Linked DNA regions of Mus musculus: all the other regions are linked to region 2. A link is a contact called in public Hi-C, HiChIP or PLAC-seq and promoter capture Hi-C data. All regions are on one chromosome and are shown on one strand. The core of a region is the stretch at or near the end of the contact, and the rest is flanking DNA. Distances in the headings are between cores, read along the strand shown.

Region 1 (2,931 bases), core at 126-2,625, 620 kb before region 2:
ATGAATGAATGAAATTGATAAGCTCAGAGCTTAGAGAGCCAAAGGGAATCTGTGGGTAGGGGGCAACAGGGATAGTGGACAGCAGGTGACTGGGAAGCATCACGCAGGGCTGAGAGCAGAGAAACACAGCACCAAGAAGTCCCCCCCCCACCACCACCTTGGACCCTTAGGGCTGCTCAGAGCTCATGTCTGTTTTAGACCAACAGCAGCCACAGATGGCCACAGTTTACTACTTAGTCTGTGCAGTTTACAAGCCAAGAAAGAATGGCTTATATAGGTAGGCACCTGTGAGGAATCTGATGCTGGGGACCACCACCTTCATGCACCAATGAAGCAACATATTCCCCCTCCCAGGGAGCGCATCAGCTGATGTGTTATGAACAATTGTCTTCAAGGGCAGTTGTTATTATTCAAAGTGTATCAGTTAAGAGTGAGAATTTGTTTCCTCGGTGTATACCTTTGACTTTCGGCTCTCAAAGCCTAAAATACTTACTTTCTAAACCATCTCTCTGCTCCTCTGTCCAGATCCAACTGACCCCAGCATCACAGTCTCCTGGACCCGTCCTGCTGCTCCTAGAATCCTCCACAAGGGATATGTGGGCTCGGAGCCCACATCTCGGAGCCCACCCTGCCCTCTCCTCCTCATTCCGCTGAGCAGCCCCCTCCCTTATGGGTAACTACGTCCCAGGGATCTGGTGCTGTCCTGCCTCTGGCAGGCAGCTCCCTCTCTCTGCTGCTCCCCTCTTTTTTTCCAAGTCCCCGCAGGAGCCAAGGCCAGCGTGGGTGGCTGAAATCTCCCCGGTAACGAGATCTGCCTCTCCCTCTCCCGGCCTGGCCTCCGCCCCTAACCTGCGGCCCCTCAGTCTGGCACCTGCTGTCCGGTGCTCAGTTCCTCTTCCCGGCCCCTCCCGCACCCTCCTGCTCCCCCCACCCCCCGCGTCTGCTGGCTCTCTATGTCACCATCTGTGGCACAATCCTTCTCTGTCACTGTCCCCACCACCCCCTCTTTCTCCTTCCTCCTGCCTCCCTCTGTCCCTGCCTTTTTCTGCATCTCTCCCTGCTCCTCAGTCCATCTATTCTCGCCTCTCCTCTTCGCTCCTCTGTCCCTGCTCCTTGCTAGGCATCTCTCCTTACTCCCCCTCATTCTGCCTTTCCACCCACACACTGTCTCCTCTCCCTCTCCTTTCTCTCTCTCCACCTCCGACCCTCCCCCTCCTTTCCTTATTTTCCTCTGGCTTCTTATGTCCCCTGCTATCTCACATTTCTGTCATCTTGAGAAGTGTCTCTTGCCACCCCCAACTGGGTGCCATCCGAAGACCCCCCATCCCGTGTCCGGCACCCTCCACGTGTCCTGGAGATGGGGGGTGACGTACCAGGTGCGGGTGACAAGTCAGGGCCGAGGACCAGATGGGAGAGGCGACGTGGGCTGACGTGGCCCCCAAGGACCTAGGAAGGGTCCACGCCCACGAACGCTGGACGAGTGTGCACCGTGTGGCACCCCAGCTGGCTGTGCTCTGGTGGTACCTGGCTGCAGAATGCTAACCAGCCTGGCAACTACAAAGGGAGTTCTTGCCCAGTGGGCAGGTAAGAGAGCTGAGGTCATGGGAACTTGGAGGGTGGGATACCTGGGAATCTCTAACCAGATTGAATTTGGGGCTAAGTCTGGGGCTGGCAAAGGGTAGGGAGTTCCAGAAAGCAATGAGGCTTCTGGTGTGTGGGCTGGAAGGCAGGAAGGACTATTAATCTCAGCATCTTGTGCCATCATTCCAGAGTCTTGGAGCCTCTGTGCAGCAGCATGTCAGAACTGGACCAAACCAGACGCAAGCTACCATCTGGCCTCCCGGGCCTCGAGCATCCCTTGAAGCTGGCAGTGGTGCCTCTGAAGAGCCCCCTCCACCTCTGCAGCAACCCTGTAAGGTAGGAATGAACGTCTCCATTAAAGTAGGAGGAGTCTAGTCTGGAACCAGAGAGAAGTGACTTGTCCAAGGTCACACAGCATAGCATCAGCAGAGGCTAAGTTCTCAGCTCAGGGCTTGAGGGGGTGGCTCTGAGGGTCAGGCTCCGGGCCTATGGCTCATGTCAGTCACTGCTGGCTAATAAAATCCCAGCCCCTTGCCGGGAGGGGGCGGGGAAGGTCCAGGGGTGCAGAGCACAGGTGCGTTGCAGAGCCAGCCAGGGGTCCTCAGTTTACATTGTCCCTGGATGTCCTGACTCTTGACAACTCCAACCAGAGGCCTTTAAGGAAGCCAGCATGGTCCAGGAGACAGACAGGATTTCTCACTCACCGGGTGGGTGACCCTGTAGAAGTCACTTAACTTCTCTGAGCTTCAACTTTCCTTCCTCATCACCTGCCCCAGCCTTGCTCCTTTGACTTCTCCCTGCTTAGCTTGCTTGTTTCCATTAGTACTTACTAAGTTCATGGTGCTAGGCTAGGTGCTGAAGGAAAGCACTTCGGAAAGGGTAGGTGCTGAGTGAGAGGAGTACCTGGCATGACCGAGGGGCCATCCTTAATTGCTGTGGTGCTTGGGAGTACTCACTCACCCTCTCTGTGTGTCTCTCCCCTCCTGAACAGTTCTGAGGAGATTCCACCCCCAGTTTTCAGGCAAGCTCATGCCAAAGATAAACCAGACAGGGAGGCAAAGTCCCTCCCTCCCTCCCAAGGAGGAATTAGATCAGGCATAGGATCGCAGAACCTTAAAGAAAAGACGGCATCGAAATTGCAGGTCTGTTTCCCCCCTCAGTGACAAGCTGTGATTTCTCTGTTCTGGCACCTGCCTGGCCCATCAACTTTGACTGCAAGGAGGGTGTCTTGGAGGGGAGCCAGGGTACCAGGAGGGATGTTCCACCTCCGAGTCTGAGGAGGGTCTGGCTGGGTAGCTGTGTTCCTGTGAGTGTGTGTGCATGCATGTGTGTGTACGTGTGTGTGTGTGT
Region 2 (2,847 bases), core at 118-2,617:
GAGACTGGTGGCTGTCAGTTGCAAAGACGAGGGCTGACCTCCACTGGAGCAGACAGAAAAGGGACCCAGAGACAGTGCAGAATCTAGTACCTAGTAGCACTTTTCTCAGAGAGCTCTGGGAGAGCCTTCCAGGCACAACTGCAGATGTAGAACACAAAGACGCCTCAGCAAACCACTAATTATTGAGAGAGTGGGTTAAAATAGGGTGGTAGATGGAGTCCATCTGCTGGGACACATCACATAACCCCTCTGACAGAAACCACTTGCTGAGGTGCGCAAAGATTCTCAACTTAGTGTCTATTGAACAGCCTCTCTGTGCTGGGCATTGTACCAGGTTGGCGCTAAGTATATGCAGATGAGACAACCACAAGTCCCTACTCTCAGAAAGAGACGTTGTCCATGTGTTCTGGAGGATTATAAAGCAGGCGCTAGTGAGAAGAAAGCAGTACTATTCAGAGAAGATAAGGTGAGCAGGTGTTCTAAGTACCCAGAGACAAAGTTCAAAGTGAGCAAAGGTATGGAAGGGAAGGTGGACAGCAACGTGTTCCCCGATCGTAAGGGGCTGGAATACTGGTTACAATATGCATAAATGAGGGACTTACACCTCAGTCACTCATGCCAGTGGGAATGGAGAGAAAGCCCTACACTTTACCTTGGATAGTGCTTCCTTGACAGTTCCAAAAAGTAAGACATGACAGTACAAAAGGTAAGGGCTTTAGAAGTACCGCCAGCCCTTAGGGGCAGAGGGACTTGCTCAATCATAAGAAGTTAGGTTGGGCAGAAAAGAATCAAAAACGGCAGAATAACCCCTTAATGCGACATGTGTACACACACACACACCACACACACGACCGGATCTCACGTAGTTCCTAAGTATCGAGGATGACTTTGAACTCCTGAGCCCTCCGGGGTCCTGGGATTAGGTGTGTGCCATCACACCCAGTTTACTTGGTATTGAGAAGCCAGGCTTTGGGTGTGCTAGACAGGAATCCAATTGAGCCATAACCCCAGCCCGGGAATCTCTTCCTTTTAACACTAAGCTTCTGTCGAGAACAGAGCTTCCTCGGCATTAAAGTGAACACAGCCTTCCAGCCCTTTCCAGAGCTCAGATCCAAGGGTGGGCAATGCCAAGAGGCGCAACACAGCAGGAGCTTGTTCCAAAGCCACTCCTTCCTTCCCGCCCTCTCACCCATCTCCTCCCTCACTGGTCCCACACATTTTCCGGTCCCTCCTCCACGATCCCATTCCTTCCGGTCGCGCCCCTTCAGCCCTACATTTTTCCGTCCTCCTCATTGGTGAAAAAAACCGAGCCGCCCCCAAGTTGCAGAGAAACGTCGTCCGCATAGTCTTTCCCGGAAATGACGCTAGACCTGCCCCTGAGGAAGTGACAACAGGAGTGCCCTTGACGGGCAGGCCGGCTGGGCTCTGCATCCCTCTGCTCGCACTGCCGGGAGGTAGGAGCCCTTGCGGGGTGGGCTGAGCCGGGCTGGCGGCGCGCTTCTCTGCAGGAAGGCGATCGGCAGGGGGATGCCCCTAGAGGGAGGAGGTGGCCTTGGCAGCTGCACGTCCTGTGCTCCCAGTCTCCCTGTCCCCCACCCTCCCCAACACGTGTCCATTCTTTGGGCTTCCCTCCGTACACATGCCACCCGCTTCACTTTGGTACCCCATGGCCGGTTCCTACGCCTCTCAGTTCCTCCTTCCGTAGTTGGGAGTCTTCTTCGCTCATTCTTCGACAGCTTCCCTTTCCTTAATTTCCCATAAAAACACTTTTTTAAAAGAATGACTGATAAAAATTTTACAGACGGCCTTGGGTTCCAATTAGCTGTACTTTAAAAACTGGCCTACGTTGGGCATGGCACTTAACCTACCTGTTGCCCTGAGTATGGACGGTATTATAAGGTTTCTTCAGAGTTGATCAGAGAGAGCCAGTGATGTGTGTGTGTGTGGGGGGGGGGGGCATTGGGCTATACACAGTGATGTAAGGCACTTGAGCCTTGTCCCTCCCTCCATTGACCTTTTATAATTCCACCTCAGCCTTGATTTCTTTTTGGCTGTCAACCCAGTTTTTCTGCCCTTCTAACTTAACGTCTATTCAGTGATGCTGACTCCTTACTCACCTCTAGATATTTTTTTTTTGTTGTCGTGGGGAGGTTTTAGAGACCAGGTTTTATTGTCTAGCCCAAACTGACCTTGCCTTATATCACCTGCCTCGCCTCCCAGGAGGAGGATTGACAGGTGGGCCCCACCACACCTGGCCTTTGAAAATCATATATTACAGTATTTCCATGCATCTTGCTTCCAATTCTGTATGTTCCCAACACCTCATTATTCCAGAATTCTTTGTTTTCCTAGTGTGTTGACTTCCTATTGCATGGCCCCAGCTCTTCCTGCCTCTTGCTCCCACAGATGGCTCAGCGGCTCCTCCTGGGGAGGTTCCTGACCTCAGTCATCTCCAGGAAGCCTCCTCAGGGTGTGTGGGCTTCCCTCACCTCTAAGACCCTGCAGACCCCTCAGTACAATGCTGGTGGTCTAACAGTAATGCCCAGCCCAGCCCGGACAGTACACACCACCAGAGTCTGTTTGACGACCTTTAACGTCCAGGATGGACCTGACTTTCAAGACAGAGTTGTCAACAGTGAGACACCAGTTGTTGTGGACTTTCATGCACAGTGAGTACTGGGGACAGTAAGAGATGGAGGGTCTTACTTAAGTATTTATTGAGGGCTCACTATGGCTCTCTACCATGTGTAATGCTTATCTACATACACTCATTATGAAGACTTTTGAGACCCTGTGCCTGTCCTTAAGTATGCAGTATGGTAGGAGACAGATTGATGGTCTTCCTAG
Region 3 (2,760 bases), core at 108-2,607, 970 kb before region 2:
GATGAGTCAGTCTGGGTTAGGGAACCCACTGCCTCCCTCTAACCCCTGCACATGGAACCTGAACCCAAGATGCTTCCAGGACCCACCAAGCCTGGGTGGCCCGTCCACATCGTAGCTGGAGCACATTCCATGGTAGTTAAGAGGATGCATGCCTGCTTCCTCCTCCACCCAGGGCTGTGTCCTGGGAGAGGGTGGACCCATGACACCGAAAAAAGCAGGAGGGAGCTACCCAGGGCCCAACTTCGGGACAGAGGAAAAGTTTCTCATCTCCCCATCCCCCTAAATAGTTTGCCTGGCCCGGAAAGAGGAGGCCTAAGCTGGCCCCCAGAACGGGAAGTGTGGAAGCTGGTCTCCGGGGTGGCCAGGCCCACAGGCATACGACATTGGACTGCAGCTGTGGGCAGGTCTGGGGACTCTGCCCAAGGATACATAGGGACATGGGTTCAGGGCAGAGTGGCTTGGCTTCGTAGGTACATATAAGTGTTTGTGTCACTGCAAGGTCTGGATCAAGTTTCTGGATACACGGTCACCTCTCTGGGCCCAAAGAATGGGGAACTCCCAGGCTGGGGAAGAGGGACAGAAAGAAAGGCTCCGAGAAACTCCCCAAACTTCCGCTCCCATAGTTTTGGGGCTGGGAACCGAGGAGACCAAGGGGTGTCTCTACCTGAGCCTACGAAAAGCAGAAGCAGGACCAAATGGCAGGAGGCCCCTGGGTTGGGGGAGGGGACGGACACCCAGAGCAGAGCAGGCCCCTCCTCCCCAGGCCAGAACACTGCCAGTCCCTTCCCCCAGGGTCTGGGGCCCCCGATCGGCTCCGTTCCTCCCCTTCCCTCCAGTTAGAGGTGGCTAACTGTTCCCATTGTCCGGAGGGGACAAATGAGGTTCCAGGCAGCGTCTTGGCTCAGGACGCATTCTGCTCTCTGCAGCAGCCTCTCCAACCGGGAATGGAGGTGCCTTCCCCCGCTCCCCCTCCACCGCCCGCAAAAGCCAGCTATGCTTGTGCGACCACAGTGACTTCAGACCCCAGGAAACGAGGTCAGGGCTCTGGCATGCCAGAGGGCCGCTGCCTAGATATCTTCGACCTCTGTGACCAGTTCCCCACTCTCCTGCGCTCGCTCAGGTCCTGCGAAACGATAGCACGGCTAGAAGCGGGTGACACTCACCGTCCCGAGCTGCCCGTGTGGGCCAGCTGCCGCATGCGGTGCAACTGCCTCTTCATCATCTTGGGTCCGGGCAGGGGGCCGAGGAGTCACCTTGGGGGTTGAGGCTGGCAGCCCCCGGCCCAGCCTGCTTCCCCGCGCGCTTCGCCCCGGATGGGTGGGCGGCGCTCTGGCTTCCTGGGCCGGCGCGCTCCTCTGGCTGGTGCTGGCGCTGGCGCGGGCGCTCTCCTCCCCCGCTCACGACTCCGCCCCCGGCCCCCAGGTCACTCCTTTCTCCAAGTTTGGAGTCTCTCTCTCTCTCAAGTTTGGAGTCTCTCTCTCTCTCTCTCTCTCTCTCTCTCTCTCTCTCTCTCTCTCTCTCTCTCTCTCTCTCTGCTTCCGGGCCTCAACGACCCCCGGGTTGTCCGACCCGCCTGCCGAGTGTCCGTCGGTCTGTCTCTCTGAGGTCCGCAGTTGAGTGCGGGCTCTTCCTTCCCGCAGCCTGTCCTGTCACCGCGGCGGGTGGCGGGAAGCAGGTAAGCTGCTCCTGCCATCACCGCCCTGGGTATAAACAACCTTTGCTCTCTTAGAGGGAAAGGAAGGCTGCCTAGAAGGGACAGGCCTTCAGGACCTGTGCAGGCCAGTCACTAGGGGATGCTGCCTGGGGACTTCTTCTCCACCATACTATTCCCTGACCATCCCCCTTGCCTGCTGGACCACTGGCTCAGAACTTGGGGTACCTGGGACTACCAGATACTAATGTCCTTGGATCAGTCCCCAAAATTCTGCATTCATTGTGTATAGTAGCTTGGTAGGACAACTGTCCTTGTCCAGTCTATGCCACAGGGTAAACAAGATACCCTGGTCTGCTTGGTCTGCTCGTCAGCCCTTGAGGTCCTGTCACTCTACACTTTAAAGAGTCCCAAGCTTTGACCGCTTCCCCTATTTGTAAAACTCTTTCTCATTTCTTTTAGCAAATGTCCCAGGCGCCTGCCCTTCCTTCTTGTCAGGCCTTGATATGTATGGGTGCTGCTCTGAACCCCCAAACCCGATTTTCTCTTTGAAATGTTCCGCTGAACACCAGCCTGAGCATACAATAGGTGTTCATAGCTACAGAGCAAGAGAGCCGGTGGGCAACTGCAAGCTGACTTCAGTATGCACCCTTCAGGCTTGGGAGGGGGAAGGGTGACTACAGGAAGCCCTGTGCACCACACCAAGCTTTGCTCTCTTAGTTTCAGTTCAGAGCCATACCACTTGAGCACCTACTGTGTGGGGGTAGAGAGTTGGTGTGCTCCTCAAAGACTTCCCTTTGCTCCAGACATCTCTGTGTACCCAGCACAGGTCTGGCACATGGTGTTCACTCAGCCGCTTTCCCCATTTAAGAAGTCCTATCGAGTGTGGGAGGAGCCCAGAGGGGTCCCAGCAGCTGCTGCAGCCAGAACATACTGGCCAGGAACAGCCACAGCCTCTCATCAGTGGAATCCTGGCTCTCTGATGGGGAGTTGAGAAGGCAGAGCAGCTTCCTTGTCTTTCTTTTTCCGATGGGAAGGAAGGCTGCTGCCCAGTGTTTGGAGAAGAGATGGCAAAAGATTCTAAAGAGGGGGCTGGAGAGATGGCGCAG
Region 4 (2,845 bases), core at 177-2,676, 530 kb after region 2:
TGTACTGAGGCATATAAAGTTTGCATGACCAATGGGCCTCTCTTTCCACTGATGGCCAACTAGGCCATCTTCTGATACATATGCAGCTAAAGTCAAGAGCTCTGGGGGTACTGATTAGTTCATATTGTTGTTCCACCTATAGGGTTGCAGACCCCTTTAGCTCCTTGGGTACTTTCTCTAGCTCCTCCATTGGGGGCCCTGTGATCCATCCAATAGCTGACTGTGAGCATCCACTTCTGTGTTTGCTAGGCCCTGGCATAGTCTCAGAAGAGACAGCTATATATGGGTCCTTTCAACAAAATCTTGCTAGTGTATGCAATGGTGTCAGCGTTTGGAAGCTGATTATGGGATGGATCCCCAGATATGGCAGTCTCTAGATGGTCCATCCTTTTGTCACAGCTCCAAACTTTGTCTCTGTAACTCCTTCCATGGGTGTTTTGTTCCCAATTCTAAGAAGGGGCAAAGTGTCCACACTTTGGTCTTCGTTGTTCTTGAGTTTCATGCATTTAGCAAATTGTATCTTATATCTTGGGTATCCTAAGTTTCTGGGCTAATATCCACTTATCAGTGAGTACATATTGTGTGAGTTCCTTTGTGATTGGGTTACCTCACTCAGGATGATGCCCTCTAGGTCCATCCATTTGCCTAGGAATTTCATAAATTTATTCTTTTTAATAGCTGAGTAGTATTCCATTGTATAAATGTACCACATTTTCTGTATCCATTCCTCTGTTGAGGGGCATCTGGGTTCTTTCCAGCTTCTGGCTATTATAAATAAGGCTGCTATGAACATAGAAGAGCATGTGTCCTTCTTACCGGTTGGAACATCTTCTGGATATATGCCCAGGAGAGGTATTTCGGGATCCTCCAGTAGTACTATGTCCAATTTTCTGAGGAACCGCCAGACTGATTTCCAGAGTGGTTGTACAAGCTTGCAATTCCACCAACAATGGAGGAGTGTTCCTCTTTCTTCACATCCTCGCCAGCATCTGCTGTCACCTGAATTTTTGATCTTAGCCATTCTGACTGGTGTGAGGTGGAATCTCAGGGTTGTTTTGATTTGCATTTCCCTGATGATTAAGGATGTTGAACATTTTTTCAGGTGCTTCTCAGCCATTCGGTATTCCTTGAACCAGTTTAAACAACATGCTAACACAGTGAACCTATACGCAGGCACGCACACAGTTCCCGATCACACTTAGCTCCATACAGCTGTGTATTTCAAAGTTCATTACACACATTTCCAAAAGTTTTTGTGTCCTAACAGTTTTTGCCTCTAGGTGGCGCAGCACCCATGTGTGCTGTGGACTCTGTTTCGGTGCTATGATGGCTGTTAGGACAGACCAACTGAGAAGGTAAGGCCAGCCTCTAATCTGGGCCACACCTGCTGGAAGCTTACATAAAGACTGGAAGAAGGAAGCTTTTGCTCTTGCCGGCTTGCCGCACCTCACTAGCAAGTCCGTTTCTACAATGGCACTAGGATTCCAGAGTGTACTAAAAACCAGCTGAGACATCCAGCCCTGTGGACTGAGCAGCTACGGGAGTCTCCAACCTGCCATGCGTAGACAGCCTTTGTTGGACTAGCTAAACCAGAGTCTGTGAGTCATTCTAATTCATGAATCTATATTAACTCTATATACAGAGATTCTATATACAGAGAGAGGCGCCTTCTGTAAGCTCTGTTGCTCTAGAGAACCCTGATGAGGACAGATGGTCAGTTCCCCCTACCCCACTCTGGCCTTACAAGCGAGCTAGTCTGAGCTTCGCCTCAGACCCCTGCACAAGGTTTCCTCTGCTCACTCTGCTGCCTGCTTGAGATATGGATGTGTGGCCCCACCTGGGCATCCGACAGGCCTGGCAGGGTGTTGTGACTGTCCTATAAAACTCCACATCCTGCAACCTGACAGCTACAGCAGAGATGTGCCCCAAGAGCAGGATCAATAGACATCTTCCCAACATGTAAATTCTTTGGCCACTGGGTGAGCTTTAAAGTGCATCTTTGTATTTATATGATTTTCTTTTTTTTACTGATGAGATGACTCCACCCCTGTCCCCTAAAGTCCCAAGTCCCTGTTAGCAGCATTGAACAGGAGTCTGGGCCTCAGGAGCTGACTTTGGTTTCCCTTTGGGGAGGGGACTTCAGAACACATGCCATGTCTCAGACTCTGACCTGTTCTTCCGTTTCTTAAAAGATTCTCTTCCTATCATCTTTTGACTTCATGTGAGTATGGGAAAGCTTGAGCGAGGGGGTGGGGGTCGGGGGACACGGCTGCTATCCTGGCACTTGGGTGGTGCAGGCCTAAGATTAGGAGTTCAAGATTCTCTCAACCTACACAGTGCGTGTGAGGCCAGACGAGGCTACATGGACACTTGGAGAGCTTTGGCAAGAAAAGGGAGTTATGGGTTAGAAGGGTGGAGAGTGGTTCTGAGACTGAGTCACCACTGTCTTCAGCTCTCACCATAGCAACACGTACATTCATTCTCCGTTTAGTCAGGTCCCAGGAGGAGGGGCTGGCGCCTTTTCCCTATACTGCTAACCGCAGTTTCTTTCCTTCTTCCTTAGCTCCCAAGGCAATCTCAGTGCAGTTTCTGTTTCTGTTTTTATGAGGTCCACCCCTCTGCAAAATCACCTGATCACTGGTGAGAACAAGGAGTGAACACTCTCACACACGGCCTGTGTTTAGATGTGAACGTCCTTTAACCCAGTTATCTACTTATACAAATAGCATAAGGTTAATCTCAAATGCAGGCACTGACAGGAATGAGGACATTCTCTGCATTAGTATTTACATATGATAAGGTCCAGGAGTCATGGAGACAAGCAGGAGTCCAGGGCAGCCCACGG
Region 5 (2,899 bases), core at 286-2,785, 620 kb after region 2:
CAAGGCTTGTAAATGGCTAAGCTATTGCAACCTACAAACATACAAATACTCAGTAGGAAAACCCAGCTCCAAGGCAAGTTGTGCAGTCTTTTCCAACTAGCCTGCAAGCCCTTCTATTCCCTCTCTTAACCACCAGTGGTCCGGCATTACATGGGCAGGAGTGGTCAAGCCTCCCTGGGACTCGTCTGGCTCTGAAGCAGAGATCTTCATCCCTCTGTCCATTTTTAGGTGCTTAACTCAAGTTCAAAGGTCAAGTCACAGACTGGTTGCAAGTAACCTTAGACATCACCTGACCTGGGGTTTCTCAATCTCTGAACTATTGGCATTCTGGTTTGGACAAGTCTCTCTTGCAGGGATTGTTCTCTGCACTGTAGAGTTCTGAATAACATTCAAAGCTTCTATTCAGTAAATGCCAGTATAGTCTCCATTTGTGAAGAACAAAATTTACCATATGACAAATACGGAAGTGGGAGATGCTGAAAGGGTCTGAAACTTTTTCTTGGCTGGGAACCACTGATCCAAAGGATTATTTCAGATACTGCAGTTGGGATCCAAAGAGAAAAACTCACTTGTTTAAAGTAGCAAGCAAGGGTAAGGCTAGAAGCTAGGTTATTGCACAATATCCCTTTCCATGTCACAGTATGGAACCCTGAGAGGCAGAAGCAGTTTCTATTTACAATCAGGTGGAGAAAACCTACCGGACAGACCTAACTGCACAAAGCTGATAAGCTAGGAAGGGCTATTCAGGCAGCAAGGAGTAAAACCAAGAGATTGCCATCTTGACTGGCCACATATTTCTGCTTCAGGACTTGAACAAATTCAGGTCCATCCATTGGATTAAAACCATGTTTTCTACTGTCAGGCTCAAAATGGTTCCGTAAATGCCCTATGTAAACGTAAAGCTCTTAAAAAAACACCAGGCGTTATTTATTACTATTATTAGAGACAGTTTTTCTGTGTAGGGCTATCCTGGAACTCACTATGCAGATAGACCAGGTTGGCTTCGAACTCAGAGATACTCCTGTCTTTGCTTCCTACTTCCTAGGACTAAAGGTGTGCACCACCGCCATGCCTGGCAACATCAGAAATATTGACATCATTAGAGATGCAATTATTCGCTTCATAGCACCATTTCTCAGAAAAGTTTATATGGGAGCCATCACTCCTGGACTTCCCAGGTCTTGGGCTGGAGAGGAAGGAGGCAAAGGGACCTTCCTCTCGCAGAGCGCCCCTCTGCTTCCCTAAATCCCAGGAAGCCAGATGAGAGAGATCAGGTCATCACTTCTCACTAGTGCAACTAGTCCAAGTTGCTCCCCCGAACTCCTGCCCTTCAAGCTCCGCCCCCCGGCCACCGCCTTAAAAGAGGCGGCCCCTTCTCTCTCCATGCTTCCCAGAGCATCCCCGAGCTTCCCGAGCTTTTCCGAGTCCTTCCCGGCCTCCCGCGGGCGGCCCGCGCGGAGGCGACGGAGATTGCCGAGGGGCGTAGCCACGCCCCCTCACTACAGCCTCCTCTCGCGCGGGCGGCCCGAGTCCCACACATCCAGGTTCCTCCCTCCTTCTCTCCTTTCTCTCTCCCCGCCTTCCCGGCGCTGCCACAGTGGCGGGACGGAGGATCCCGACCAGTCAGCTCGCTGCGGCCTCGCGCTCCTCCTCCTCCCAAATAAACAGCCCTCCCCAAGCTGGGAGCCCAGGCCGTCCCCTTCCCCGCACGGCTGGCGAGTGGTGAGGGAGCGCGGGACTGAAGGACCAAGGGACCGAGGGATCGGCGCACGCGCGTGCGAGTGAGAGAGCGAGCGAGCGGCCGGCGCGAAGCCGGAGCAGAAGCCGGAGCCGGGGCCGAAGCCGAAGCCGGAGCCATAACCTGAGTCGGAGCGGTAGTGAAGCCGAAGCCGAAGCCGGGCTCCGGACCGACGCGCACGCACACACGCACGCGGGGGGCGGGGCCGGCGCGCGCCCGCCTGTCGCGACTGTCGGCACCGAGGCCCAGGGGGAGGTGGCCTGTCGCGGGTCGCCCGGCTCCCGGTGGCGAAGGGGGCGCGGGCGGATGGCGGAAGGCGGCCAGGCGCAGCAGCAGCCGCCTCAGCTCGGGCCCGGCGCTGCCGCCCGGGGCATGAAGCGGGAGTCGGAGGTGGAGTTGCCGGTGCCCGGAGCGGGGGCAGACGGACCCGAGCCCGGCCTGAGCAAGCGGCCACGCACAGAGGAGGCGGCCGACGGCGGGATGCAGGTGACCGCGCGGGACGGGCGCCCGGTTACGGAGGGCCGCGGCGGGCTCGGGCCTCCGGGCGCCGGGTGGGCCTGGCTGGAGAGTGGGCTTGGGGCCGGGTGCAGGGGCTGGAGGGGCCCCGGAGGCAGCGCGAGGGAGTGGGATTTTTTTTTTTTTCCTTTTGGAGTTGGGATTGAACAGGATCGGGATGCAGTCCATTTCTTAAGCCTGTGCTCAGTTTGTTGAGAAGTTGAGGGTTCTTGGGTCGATTTGTCCAGAGGAGAGCTGTTGGGCCGAGCTGAGAGCGAGGGAAGCTGGTGGTGGGAAAGCTCCGGAGAAGAAGGGCGCCTTTTGGTTTACACTGGGATGAGGAAAGGGGGAACGGCATGTGGAGAACAGACTGAAAAGCCAGCCAACTCCTGGAGAGAGAGCGAGCCCGAAAGGGGATGTGGCTTAGCTTGTGGGTTCAATCAGTTACTCGAGCAGTCTTGAGAAGTCCGCGGAGTTTGGTAGTGTGATGCTCTGTCTCAGTTTTGTGCAGCATGTTATTAAGTCTGGAGAGAGACACCAGGCAGATCCCGCCTGTGCTTTACCCATTGCATCCTACGTTCGTAGGATGCGGAGTAAACTCCTTAGTATCCTGAGGTAGAAAAGAAAATTTATAGGGCTGTTAGGAGACTGGTTTCTGAGTTGTGG
Region 6 (2,721 bases), core at 23-2,522, 540 kb before region 2:
CCACACATATACTCTACACTGTACACATATTTCCTACATGCCTGGTGTGCACGCACCAACACACACACACACACACACGCACACACATGGGGAAACACATGTTCACAGCACACTGAGCCTCAAATTCACACACAGTTCTCTACAGGAACCCCTGGCTCACACCATGTGACCTGGCCGGTAGCTCTCCTTACCATCATGCCCTGACAGCTCTTGCTTGGGCCCTTGCCCAAACTTGTAGGTCTGACCCTTGACCCTGTGAGGGTCCATCCTTTCCTTCCCAGCTTGCACACTCTCTTTCCTCGCTCCCCAGTCTCCAGCTGCTACATGGTGATCACGTGTCTGGGTGAGACTCAGTCCCTCTGCAGCAGCACTGTCCCATCTAATTCTAACATGAGCCTCGCTTGTCGCCTCAGTTTTCTAGATCCCATCAAAACACAGAAAAGTAGGTGGGACTCATCTTTGCACAGCTCCTCTAGCCCAAGAGAGCAGCCAAGCTAACATTTCAATCTGCAATCAGTACCCAAATGAGCAATGCAACGACTGACTTTTTTTTTATTTATTTATTTTTCTTGGGTATTTATTTCATTTACATTTCCAATGCTATCCCAAAAGTCCCCAACACACTCCCCCACCCACTCCCCCACCCACCCACTCTCACTTCTTGGCCCTGTCGTTCTCCTGGAATGAGGCATATAAAGTTTGCACGACTAATGGGCCTCTCTTTCCACTGATGGCCAACTAGGCCATTTTCTGATTCATATGCAGCTAGAGACATGAGCTCCAGGGGGTTACTGGTTAGTTCATAATGTTGTTTTTCTTGCTCATGATCTGGAACGTGTCTTACCTAAGAGCCCATCTCTGCTCATTCTGGCTCTATTTCATGTCCAAGGGACATGTGTGGCCAGTGGACAGCAGGGTTTTGTAGAATACCAGTAATTCCTAGATTCATGGAAGAGAGTGTCAAGTGCACCTCTCCCCCGGCCCACTTCTCTCCTATCCCCAGAAGTCACGGGCCCAGGACTTTCTGGCCAGTGTCAGCTGTGTGAGCCCCTGTTCTCACCTGAATCTGCCTCTGCAGTTTCCCATTCACCCTGTTAGGGGACCAGGGGCTGTAACCAGGCAGGAATATCACCAAGCAACAGGCCCCGGGGGAGAGCTCAGGTCTCCTGCTCCTGCAGGTCCAGCCCCCTGGGCACCCATGGGGCAGGGCGGGGTTAGAGAGGCGGGCACTAACTACTTGCCTCCTGCCTCCTGCCTGTTTACCTGTGTTCAGTTTCATTGTCGCCCTGGACCTGACAGGAGAGGCCCATGGAACTTGGGGCCACAGGCCACAAGGGACAAGGGCCAGACACCCCAGCCATGGCTCCAGGCCATTGATCCAACCTAAGCTGGCCAGTTGGGGGTGGAAAGACCTTGGCCTGGATAAACAGAGGCCTCCAGGCCTGTGTGCAGGCCCGGCACCTACCTTCCACTCTTGAAGGTAAGCAGGGGCCTCTGGGACAGAGAACCAGGATCTCTGGTCAATAGCCTGGTGACTAGGCCTTTGAACGGCTTGCAGGGGCTCCTCGGCCAGAGTGACCTGGCATAGAGGCCACAGGGTGCACCAAGCTGCTGTTGGGGAAGGTTAGGTGGAGCGAACCTAGCGCAGCTGAGGGTGCAGGGTACCAGAGGGCTTCCAGGGACCCGGTGGCCTGCGATTCGGGTGTGCAGAGAAAGGGGAGGCCCAGTGTATGGACCTGGTTGCCTAATTTCTCATTTCATATACAACTTCACATCCCAGGCTTTCTGGAGAGCAAGAGAGAGCCCAAGCCCTAATCTGTATCCATGTGGGATCTACACACAGGACTCTTGGCTTGTAGCCTGGAGCTGGTGTGTGTGTGTGTGTGTGTGTGTGTGTGTGCATGTGTGTGTGCAGGTATGTGTACGTGTATTCATGTGTTCGTGCCTGTATGTGCGTGCGCGCATGCATGCATCTCCATCTCTACACATCTGGAGGTGGGTGCACATGGGTCATGTGTGTGGCCAGAGCTCCTAACCATCCCTTCCCCATGGCTCACACTCAGGCCCCTAGCTTCAGTGGTTCACAGCAGGGCTTCCGCTAAGTGCCAAGATGTACTTCCCATGTCCTTGGGTCAGAGTCCCGACTTGGGCCTTCTGCCAGTCTTAGGGAATTCATCTCCCAGGACTTTTGATTCACCAACCACTAAAAGGAGGAGACATTGAAGCAAACAGCCAAGGTTGCTGGAGGTGAAATGGGCTTGTGTGTTGCCGTGCAGTCCATGACTGGAGTGGAACTCTCACACTGTGGTCAAATCCAGATCTCCACTGTGCTACCTGTGAGCTCAGCCCGCAGAGGGTGGACAAGGCTCTCCACTGTCAAGAGGGTGGAAGAGGGTGCAGAGCTGTTGCCCAGTCTACCAGGGGAGAAGATTGTGTCCTTCAAGGGTCTCCACATTATGCATGGGTCAGAGAGCACACCCACCTGGTCAGTTGCACTGATGGGGGGGTGGGGAGCGACTTTTGAGTCCAAGGCTGGTCTGGGCTGCACAGGAAGGCTGTGGGTTCTCAGTGCGGTACCTTCTCAGGAAGGTACCATTTTTATGATGGACTGGGCTTCGGGAAAATTCAAGCCATTGTCTAATAGCAAAAGCTGTGGTGTGGTCATCCTCGTGGGTACAGAAGATGGAGGTGGGAGCTCTGTATTCACTGTGACCCCCACCC
Region 7 (2,792 bases), core at 197-2,696, 560 kb after region 2:
ATGCTGCCTTTGACTGGCTCCCCTGGGCACATGAGTTCCTGTGGGGTGTCGGGCAGCAAGTCCTTCCTGTTCTTCCTGTACAGTCGCTGCCCCTCCACCCAGGCATTTCTTTCAGATTCTGTCACCTCAGGCCCCGCTGGGACAGAGGGTGGTGTTCACGCACGTCTGGCTGGAGTGAACACAGGTGCGTTCTTTACCTGTCGCTAAGCAGAGGATTGACTTTGCTTGGAGGGCCTGTGCTCAGGTGTGGGCAAAGGTCAGCTGTAGCGGGACCAAGATAGACAGACCACAAGCATCCTTGTCCAAGCTCCCTTCATAGTCCTTCTCCGGTCCTGATCCCTGATCCCTGCTATCTGATTCCTGACCCTTAAGTGGACCTGCCCTCATCCTATTCAGCGGGGTTCCTGCTTATTCATTTATTCTTTGCCCAGGCAAGAACAGAAGTGGCAGAAGTCCCTAGGAACCAACTCCCTCAAGGCATTTTCTCCTCTTCCCAACCCCCACCCCCTTCGTTTCTTCTTTGCCTGCTTCTTCCTCTTGCCGTTTTTCTTCCTCGTTCTTGCTCCATCTCATTTTCTCCCCATTCCCTTTCCAATTCATACAAAGTCTGTGTGGCTTTTGGAGTCACGGGGAGATGGCCTGCCTTTGGTTGCCAGCTGCAGGGCCCGTTCTCAGCAGTCAGAGCCACGGCTGCCGGAGCAAACACTGTCAGCTGAGGCCAGCCACAACCACAGTATGCCCTTCCCTTGTTGATCAACCTTGGATGCCGCTCACGCACGTCGTGTCCACACGGGGGCGCTCCAACAGTGCTTCTCTGGCGTCTCTGGCCTTTCTAGTCTGCATTTTTTTTCCTCCTGGTTAGTGGGAGGAGCACTGGTTTCCTTTCCAGTCTTAGTCGTCTGGCTGCACGAAAAGAGCCTAGGCCCATATGTTCCTTGAGTAGTATTTCCTCTAGCAAAGGCTACACATCCAAAGAGCCCTTAGATTTTTTTTTTGTTCAGATTTGGGTGGAATTCAACAAATTCCCTCAGATATCCCTCCCTATTGAAAAAATTTTTAATTTCTTCTTTTTTTTGTTTTTTGTTTGTTTGGTTGGTTGGTTGGTTGGTTTGGTTTGGTTTGGTTTGAGACAGGGTTTCTGTCTAACACCCCTGGCTGTCCTGGAACGCACTATGTAGACCAGGCTGGCCTCGAACCCACAGAGCTCTGCCTGCCTCTGCTTCTGCCTCTGCCTCCTGAGTGCAGGATTGTAGGCATGCATCATCATGCCTGGCTTTTCTACTTAATTTCATTTTATATGCATGGGTGTTTTGCCTAGATATATATCTGTGCACCACACACTTGCCTAGTGCCAATGGCACTTCTGCCTCCAAAGGTCCACCCAGGTGACTTGCCTCTGCCAGCTAGGCCCCACCCCCCGGAAAGGTTCTGCTTACCAAGCTTGGAAATCACAGTTTTGAGCTGGAATAAAATGAACTAGAGGCCGGGCGGTGGTGGCGCACGCCTTTGATCCCAGCACTTGGGAGGCTGAGGGAGGCAGAGGCAGGGGAATTTCTGAGTTCGAGGCCAGCCTGGTCTCGAGTTGAGTTCCAGGACAGCCAGCGCCACACAGAAAAGCCCTGTCTCAAAAAAAAAACAAAAAAACAAAAACAAAAACAAAAACAAAAACAAAAAAAGAGCTAGAAAGCAAGCTTGTAGTATTAACAGAACGTCCACACGAGGGCGCCCACACACTTTTTAAAAGATGCTTTGGATGAAGCCGGTCCCCAGAGGGACCAGGAATCTGCGCGGCAGGGCTGAGCCTCCCTCCGGGCCTTCGCTCCACAGCCTTCTCCCTCTGAGGATTTCCTTGTTGGTTTTCTTGTTTGCTAGGGAGAGATTCGGTTACCCGTAAGGGGTCTTAGAGCCATGGCCCATGGCTAGGAGACGCAGTAGACGTATTAGAAAGATGAGTTGAGCAGGCAGGCATAAACCTGAGCCTTTCGGAGGGCTTCCTCCTCATTCCAGTGTACTAGTTGAGAAATCCGACATTGCTCCCTCTGGTACTGACTTTGTCACGTCCTCCCACAGGACGGGAACTGCCCGCCTCTGGGCCAGCTGGGTGGCTGCATTCACTGTCCAGGCAAGGCGTCTGAGCTCTGGAGCTGTGGCCTCCTCCTAACGCTCTCACACATCAGTCAAAGCCTTCCTCTTCTGTGTCAAGGACTTCAAGCTTCTTGGCTCGTTCTTCCCAATTCCTCCCGGCTTCCACCCCACCCCCACCCCTAGATGCCTGGTTCAGTTTTCCATTAGCATCTGGCAGAAGGCGGGTGGAGGAGGAGCTGGCCGAATGTTTAAACTGGTTACCACATGGCTTCTTGGAGCCAACGATACTGCTACCGGGAGACACAGGGAGAGCCTCCCCAAGCTCCAAGGCCAGTGTCTGCGGCAGGATCAAACACCAAAGGGTTTCTGCACTGGGCTGGAGACAGGAATTCACTAAACTGTCTTCAGTCTTTCTCTCTCTCTCTCTCTCTCTCTCTCTCTCTCTCTCTCTCTCTCCCTCCCTCCCTCTCTCTCTCTCTCTCTCCCCCCCACCATTCCCCATGCCCATGCCCATCTCTATTTTAAGACGGACTAAATTGCCCAAGCTGGTCTTGAACTCATTCTGTAGCCCAGACTAGTCTTGAGTTCATAATCCTCCTGCTTCAACCTCCACAGTAGTGGGATTACAGACAGTCCCAGATGAAGTTTCCTAACACTGGTCAATCTGAGCTCACTTCATCCTCTGTGCCTGTTGATTGCCACAAGAA

Evidence for each region. Promoter capture Hi-C pulls out the DNA fragments that hold promoters and counts their contacts. Hi-C and Micro-C count contacts between places; a contact is called where the count stands out from the background. HiChIP or PLAC-seq counts read pairs in DNA pulled down with a chosen protein or histone mark.
Region 1: a promoter capture Hi-C map of 3T3-L1-derived adipocytes shows a contact between it and region 2, with 9 times the contacts expected there. The contact joins the promoter of Sstr3 here to the promoter of Txn2 in region 2. A contact is called at or near these places in 14 of 39 promoter capture datasets (the 3T3-L1 cell line, 3T3-L1-derived adipocytes, the C10 cell line and 7 more), 1 of 484 Hi-C or Micro-C datasets (cortical neurons), 7 of 115 datasets of contacts at active chromatin or transcription factors (the SCID.adh cell line, bone marrow-derived macrophages, embryonic stem cells and 2 more) and 1 of 9 other capture datasets (embryonic stem cells).
Region 3: a contact with region 2 is called in a promoter capture Hi-C map of hippocampal neurons, with 4 times the contacts expected there. The contact joins the promoter of Sh3bp1 here to the promoter of Txn2 in region 2. A contact is called at or near these places in 3 of 39 promoter capture datasets (cranial neural crest, hippocampal neurons and neutrophils).
Region 4: a contact with region 2 is called in a FOXA1 HiChIP or PLAC-seq map of pancreatic cancer cells. The contact joins the promoter of Apol7a here to the promoter of Txn2 in region 2. A contact is called at or near these places in 1 of 39 promoter capture datasets (embryonic stem cells) and 1 of 115 datasets of contacts at active chromatin or transcription factors (pancreatic cancer cells).
Region 5: a contact with region 2 is called in a promoter capture Hi-C map of liver, with 2.8 times the contacts expected there. The contact joins the promoter of Rbfox2 here to the promoter of Txn2 in region 2. A contact is called at or near these places in 1 of 39 promoter capture datasets (liver) and 1 of 115 datasets of contacts at active chromatin or transcription factors (pancreatic cancer cells).
Region 6: a promoter capture Hi-C map of liver shows a contact between it and region 2, with 4 times the contacts expected there. The contact joins the promoter of Tmprss6 here to the promoter of Txn2 in region 2. A contact is called at or near these places in 4 of 39 promoter capture datasets (the SN4741 cell line, hippocampal neurons, liver and 1 more), 1 of 484 Hi-C or Micro-C datasets (liver) and 1 of 115 datasets of contacts at active chromatin or transcription factors (memory CD8 T cells).
Region 7: a contact with region 2 is called in a Hi-C map of the N1E-115 cell line, with 3 times the contacts expected there. The contact joins the enhancer-like site here to the promoter of Txn2 in region 2. A contact is called at or near these places in 4 of 39 promoter capture datasets (3T3-L1-derived adipocytes, embryonic stem cells, hippocampal neurons and 1 more), 3 of 484 Hi-C or Micro-C datasets (the N1E-115 cell line, cortical neurons and embryonic stem cells) and 1 of 115 datasets of contacts at active chromatin or transcription factors (astrocytes).

The regions. Positions count from the first base shown.
Region 1 is chr15:78,542,789-78,545,719 of GRCm38.p6, reverse strand. Sstr3 (somatostatin receptor 3) reads left to right here and starts at 1,375. Exons shown (of 3, transcript NM_009218.3): 1 at 1,375-1,584; 2 at 1,771-1,917.
Region 2 is chr15:77,927,514-77,930,360 of GRCm38.p6, reverse strand. Txn2 (thioredoxin 2) reads left to right here and starts at 1,367. Exons shown (of 4, transcript NM_019913.5): 1 at 1,367-1,454; 2 at 2,407-2,669. The coding sequence starts at 2,407.
Region 3 is chr15:78,898,365-78,901,124 of GRCm38.p6, reverse strand. It overlaps Sh3bp1 (SH3-domain binding protein 1), which reads right to left and starts at 1,357. Exons shown (of 18, transcript NM_001316684.1): 1 at 1,164-1,357. The coding sequence starts at 1,222.
Region 4 is chr15:77,397,691-77,400,535 of GRCm38.p6, reverse strand. Apol7a (apolipoprotein L 7a) reads left to right here and starts at 1,426. Exons shown (of 5, transcript NM_001164640.1): 1 at 1,426-1,598.
Region 5 is chr15:77,305,689-77,308,587 of GRCm38.p6, reverse strand. It overlaps Rbfox2 (RNA binding protein, fox-1 homolog (C. elegans) 2), which reads left to right and starts at 1,535. Exons shown (of 14, transcript NM_053104.6): 1 at 1,535-2,224. The coding sequence starts at 2,045.
Region 6 is chr15:78,467,185-78,469,905 of GRCm38.p6, reverse strand. Tmprss6 (transmembrane serine protease 6) reads left to right here and starts at 1,272. Exons shown (of 18, transcript NM_027902.2): 1 at 1,272-1,480.
Region 7 is chr15:77,366,350-77,369,141 of GRCm38.p6, reverse strand. No RefSeq gene overlaps it. Among named protein-coding and RNA genes, the nearest start is that of Gm41353, 8.3 kb to the left of the region's middle. Within about 2 kb of position 1,446, at least 195 of the 459 cell types and tissues checked have an H3K27ac peak or open chromatin away from gene starts, as enhancers often do. A contact at or near this core is called in 3T3-L1-derived adipocytes, the N1E-115 cell line, astrocytes and 4 more, where this site is marked.